Linked DNA regions of Arabidopsis thaliana: region 1 is linked to region 2. Evidence: chromatin contacts called from public capture Hi-C data. All regions are on one chromosome and are shown on one strand. Each heading gives the region's core, a stretch centred on a gene start, on an enhancer-like site or on the middle of the called end of the contact. The rest is flanking DNA. Distances are from core to core; before and after follow the strand shown.

Evidence for each region. Capture Hi-C pulls out chosen DNA fragments and counts their contacts.
Region 1: a capture Hi-C map of root shows a contact between it and region 2, with 8 times the contacts expected there. The contact joins the promoter of RK3 here to the promoter of AT4G20210 in region 2. A contact is called at or near these places in 3 of 26 Hi-C or Micro-C datasets (root, seed embryo and seedling) and 3 of 3 other capture datasets (root, seedling and shoot).

Annotation. Positions count from the first base shown.
Region 1 is chr4:11,391,830-11,394,865 of TAIR10.1, reverse strand. It overlaps RK3 (receptor kinase 3), which reads left to right and starts at 1,640. Exons shown (of 7, transcript NM_118258.3): 1 at 1,640-3,036. The coding sequence starts at 1,776. It overlaps B120 (S-locus lectin protein kinase family protein), which reads left to right. Exons shown (of 6, transcript NM_118259.4): 6 at 91-571. The coding sequence ends at 408.
Region 2 is chr4:10,917,093-10,920,363 of TAIR10.1, reverse strand. AT4G20210 (Terpenoid cyclases/Protein prenyltransferases superfamily protein) reads left to right here and starts at 1,993. Exons shown (of 7, transcript NM_118140.3): 1 at 1,993-2,321; 2 at 2,438-2,714; 3 at 2,814-3,192. The coding sequence starts at 2,082. AT4G20220 (Reverse transcriptase (RNA-dependent DNA polymerase)) reads right to left here and starts at 1,688. Exons shown (of 4, transcript NM_118141.1): 1 at 1,421-1,688. The coding sequence starts at 1,688.

The sequences.
Region 1 (3,036 bases), core at 391-2,890, 470 kb before region 2:
ACTGTTGTTCTCTCTTAATGAGCATTTGAAATTTTGGTTTGGTTTGGTTTATAAATGGTCTAATTAGTGGTGGAAACTGAATGCTTGCAGGCTTGGTATTTGTATACTCATGGGAGATCAGAGGAGCTTGTGGATCCTAAGATCAGGGTCACATGCAGTAAGCGAGAGGCCTTGAGATGCATACACGTAGCGATGCTATGTGTTCAAGATTCGGCTGCGGAGAGACCCAACATGGCTTCAGTTTTGCTTATGTTAGAGAGTGACACAGCGACGCTCGCTGCGCCTAGACAACCAACGTTTACTTCCACCAGAAGAAACTCCATTGATGTCAACTTTGCTCTTGATTCGAGCCAACAATACATCGTTTCTTCTAATGAGATCACTTCAACGGTTGTTCTTGGACGATAAGATTCTTTTGTTTGTTCTTTTGTAAAGTTTTTTTTTATATAATTGTTGTGAAAACGTATAATATTTTTTGGTTAATTAGGATAATGGAGTAATGGTTGTTGAAACTTGAAATTTTGTTCATAAAGTGAAACATTACAAATGGGGTTTTATTACAGTATGATGTTGATATTTTGAAAAAATCACCACACTATTCTTTTTCAAAAATATCACAATGGATCAATTTACAAGTATAAACAAATGAAAACAGATAAAATATCAAAAAGCATTTATCTGAAATAAATCTTCAAATAAATCGTTTATACTATAACAAAGGTGGTAGTCTTAAAATATTTAGGTTAGTTTTGAAATGAGGATCATAATAATTGTTTTTCATTCTATTAAATATAGGTGAGTTGTTTCAAATATTGTAGGATTATTGTGTTTAATTTAATTAAAATGTGATTGATTTTTATGTATAGAGTTATTATATATAAATCAAACGAGGAACGAAGAATTATGAGGATGTTCAAAAATAAGACTTTTGGAGCGTTGACTATGGTAATTAGTACTGTTTTGATGGTGAAAAGAGTATTCGGTCTTCGTATTTCATACTTATATAATATACCTAAAACCGTGTTAACATAAATTTTCCTCTCCTCCAAGCTCCAAAGCCAAAAATCGTCAAACAAAATGCATAGGACAACATTATATTTGGTGATGAATAATTCAAATGTAGACTCATTATTAAATTGAATGGAATGATGAATTATTTAGAGTTAGAGAAAAAAAGAAAAAGTCAGGAAAACGTGAAACGACCCCTTTCTTTTTTGTCTTCGGAGAATGCGGAAATAAATTAAAGTAGGGTTTGTTTGATGAATACTAACATTGAAGTTCTTATTGGGAAGGATAAAAAAAAAATTGAGTTATTTATTACGAAAAAGAACACTGAAATTTATATAACTCTCGAAGCATGCATACAAAAGGTTGACTGATAATAAAATACGAAAAAGCAATATATTAAGTAATTTATTAAAAAAAATGGTCATCAATAATATCATATTTTGAAGAAAAATTCTGAATTTATGAAGTAAAAATGACTATTGGAAAAGGAAAGAAAGCCTGACAAAAAAAAAGAAGAAGAAGACTTTTTATTTGCTAGGTCAACTATGAATTGGACTGTACACATAGTACATAACTAGATATTTTTTCCAAATGCGAACAAGAAGACCAAGAAAAGAAAAAAAGCAAGGTAATATATTATTGACAGAAATAAAATCGGTTACGTAAGGTTCACACATTACACAAAACATGTCCGATATCTCCAATGGAAATAAACTCTCATACTTTTCTCAAGAAAGAGTGAAAAACAAAAAACTTGGTTTAGAGAAATGAGAGGTTTACCAAATTTCTACCATTCTTACACCTTCTTCTTCTTCTTCCTCTTAATTCTGTTCCCTGCTTACTCTATCTCTGCCAACACTTTGTCGGCTTCAGAATCTCTAACTATCTCAAGCAATAACACCATTGTGTCTCCTGGTAATGTCTTCGAGCTTGGTTTCTTCAAACCCGGTTTAGATTCTCGTTGGTATCTTGGAATTTGGTACAAGGCAATCTCTAAGAGAACCTACGTATGGGTTGCAAACAGAGACACTCCTCTCTCTAGTTCCATCGGAACTCTCAAAATCTCCGACAGTAATCTTGTCGTTTTGGATCAGTCCGATACACCGGTTTGGTCGACGAATCTGACCGGAGGAGATGTGAGATCTCCATTGGTGGCAGAGCTTCTTGATAATGGTAATTTTGTGCTCAGAGACTCCAAGAACAGCGCTCCAGATGGAGTTTTGTGGCAGAGTTTTGATTTTCCGACAGATACTTTACTTCCGGAGATGAAACTTGGCTGGGATGCCAAAACCGGGTTCAACAGATTCATTAGATCATGGAAATCTCCAGATGATCCATCAAGTGGAGATTTCTCGTTCAAACTCGAAACCGAAGGCTTCCCTGAGATTTTTCTATGGAACAGAGAATCACGAATGTACCGGAGTGGTCCATGGAATGGAATCCGGTTTAGTGGTGTACCGGAGATGCAACCATTTGAATACATGGTTTTCAATTTCACTACGAGTAAAGAAGAAGTGACTTACTCATTTAGAATCACTAAAAGCGACGTTTACTCGAGATTAAGCATAAGCTCCTCAGGATTGTTACAAAGATTCACTTGGATTGAGACAGCACAGAATTGGAACCAATTCTGGTACGCACCAAAAGACCAATGTGATGAGTACAAAGAGTGTGGTGTTTACGGTTATTGCGACTCGAACACTTCACCTGTTTGTAATTGTATTAAAGGGTTTAAGCCGAGGAATCCTCAAGTGTGGGGATTGAGAGACGGGTCGGATGGTTGCGTGAGGAAGACGCTACTGAGCTGTGGTGGCGGAGATGGGTTTGTGCGGTTGAAGAAAATGAAATTGCCGGATACTACCACGGCTAGTGTGGACAGAGGAATTGGTGTGAAAGAATGTGAACAGAAGTGTTTAAGAGATTGTAATTGCACGGCGTTTGCGAATACGGATATCCGGGGTAGCGGGTCGGGTTGTGTGACTTGGACCGGAGAGCTTTTTGATATCAGGAATTATGCCAAAGGTGGTC
Region 2 (3,271 bases), core at 744-3,243:
TTAACTCGTAACATAAGAATCTAACTTCGTCTTTTTGTATTTCCATGATATAAATCTCGATTAAAATATAATTATATTAGATACTTAACGTAAATCATGTGTATCTTAATTACTTATTATTATTATTTTTTGAACAAGTTTTACTTATTATCCGCTTCCTCTCTTTTTTACTTGGGTGATGGTCTCCACACCAAATTGAAAGGAGGAAGTTCAACTTGCTAATATACAAGGACCAGATCAACACAACCATCCGACATCGTCACTAAACAAATCCTAAACCTAAAGTGAGCTGGTTCATTGAAAAAGCAACCCAATAAATTAATCTTAAGCCAAAACAAACTCTAGTGGGAGTCATTTCAAGACTATAATAAAATTTACCACTAGACTAAAATAATTTTGACAAACTATTATATTCCCATTTAACGCATTTCAAAATATTCTTAAAGTCTTTACATAGGTTGGCATTGTCGTCGTATTCACCAGATTTTGAGCATATTCTTCAATAATGTGATCCATAATTTAAAGGAAATTTATTCCAACTAAAAAACAAAAGAAAACATCATAGGCAAAAGTTAAGTAGGTTATCAAATGTTGAGAAGGTCTTTTTCTATTGATTTCTTGATCAGTAATAGTTTTTCCTAGCCTTTTCGACTCACATGGCAGGCATTTGATATTTTTCAATAATTGTTTTTTTTTTGCTAAGAGAGTAAATATCATTAGATGAAAATTAGGTGTTACAAAGATGAAGACCTAAGAGAAAGCGCCTTGTCAAAAAAAAGAAAAAACCAAGGCGACAATAAACAGAAACTGTAGGATTGCAAATCCGTTAATAGAGCCAGTGCTGCATAAGACTTCTAAAATTCTTTAGGTGTCTTCTTGCCGTTATCGAGTTAATGATTTGACGGTCTATATCCTTAAAGATGGCTTGAGGCGGAATCCTGATCTGATTGTGCATCAAGTTGTTCCTCTGCCTCCAAACAGTATACACTAAAGCTTGGGCAAGCAAAAGTCTAAGAGTTCGCGGGGAAGAAAGATTTCTGACTCTAGTCCAAGCCATAAGCGAATCCCAGATTTCTGTCTTCTTCCTCTTTTGCAATAATTGTTTCACATGATGGATTTGGACAGTGTGTGTATATGTGTATTTGATATCTCATATCTATTTACATATGATAGCTTTGTTTGGTGCCAAAGTTGTTTTCTAGACACGTTTAATCTGCAGATCTCTTTTGAGAATTTATATATTTTTATTTTCTAAATTTTATTGTATACATAACTTTACTGGTTTACTCGCTCGATGTGCTCTCAGCATCACCTCCATTGTTGGCATTGACATAATTTTGTTACCTTGTGTGAGAATTTTTGATATATATAATTTTGAACTTCAAGTGCCGTTTTAAAACCGTCTCCAAAAGTTCCTTACCCAATTTACTCAGAAATATGCTAGTAACTTCCATTGCATGTATAATATCTAATGTTACATATTTAACATCTCGTTGTCGATAATGATTGATCTTTGGATAGTTAAACTGACCAGCAAATGGAGTATCACTACTAAAGCGTTTCGCGTTATCCATGTTTAACCTTGTAAGAACATTCTTCAAATATTTCTCTTGTGACAGCATGAGACCCTTTTTGCTTCTTCTAATTGTCATGCCAACAACCAGCTTTGCTTCGCTCACATTTTCCATGGCAAACGCTTCTGGGAGTTTCATTTTCAACTTTTTAGTTTTATGCAAATTAATTAATTTGCTCCCTCTAAGCGGTCTTTAATACCATGCCAAATTTAATCTGAACGATAAAATATCAAAATTAACCTACATGAACTACCTGACGTTAGCAATAAGCTTCATGACAACAATTAAATTGCGATATTTCTAAATCTTTACTTGGTCATAAAAATATTATATATGGCACATGTATTAAAAGCATTTTTTAAATTAACAAAAATAATTAAATGTTAAGGAAATGAAAATTGTTCTTCCCCCCTGTTGAGTTTGTGACCACGACGCTGTTGTCGGGTAAGCAACTACGATGTGCCTATAAATTTGGGGTGAAATGTATCCAAACCATTGACAGAAAAAATGGAAGCCATAAAAACTTTTTCACCAAAATTTGGATTCCAAATCTCTCTTTCTCCTCGTACCCATTTAACTCCAGTCAGATTTCCACCGACAGCATGTCCAGTTAAGCCTGCTAATCTTGTCCGTTTGAAGGCAACTAGAGCTCTGATTCGTGATCCTCAAGAAAGTAACCGTAAGTTCCAAAAGTTCCCACCTTCTGAATGGACTAATCGCTTCGACTCTGTCTCGGTAGATGCATCGGTGAGTCTTTTAGCTATGTTTTTATTGTTAAAAGTATTTTAACATATTTTACATATAAAACCTTCCAGTATATATAAGTAAGAGGTCAATACATATCTGTACATTTTTATTTATAGGAAATGGATGCGCTTAGGAAAGAGATCGATAAGATTATACCGAACGTGAAGAAGGAACTCATGTCTTCCCAAGGCATTGAATCGACGAAGAAAAAAATCCTTATGGTATATTTGCTGGTTAGCCTTGGTCTTGCTTATCACTTCGAAGATGAGATTGAAGAGTGTCTGAAAGAGGGTTTCGAAACAATAGAAGAGATGATGGCTGGTGAAGATAATTTGTATACTATTTCAATCATCTTTTTGGTTTTAAGGACATACGGTCACCATATGTCATCCGGTAATTAAAGACATTTTAGCTAGACTAGTCATGATGATGGATTGGTACAAGTTTTGATATATGTATATAACAAGATCCTTCTTTTTTTCTTTCTAACAGACATATTTCAGAAATTCAAAGGAAACGATGGAAATTTTAAAGGATGCATTAGTGGGGACGCTAAGGGTTTGTTGGCCTTGTATGAAGCCGCGCAATTGAGAACGACTACAGAGTATATAATGGAAGAAGCACTGAGCTTCACATCGAGCAATTTGGAGTTGTTAGCTGCAGATGGGAGGTGCCCACCTCATCTCTCAAAACATATACGAAATGCTCTAGGACTATCTCAGCATAAACAGATGGAGGTGTTAGTAGCTGTGGAATATATCTCATTCTATGAACAAGAAAAAGATCACGACAAAATACTGCTAAAATTTGCGAAGCTCAATTTCAAGTTAATGCAGCTCCATTACCTTGAAGAGCTCAAGGTCGTTACAAAGTATGTTATGATTTCCTTAATTACTAGTGCTGCAATGGCTTCACATACAGTCCGTTAATTAATTTATTCTGATCAAAAT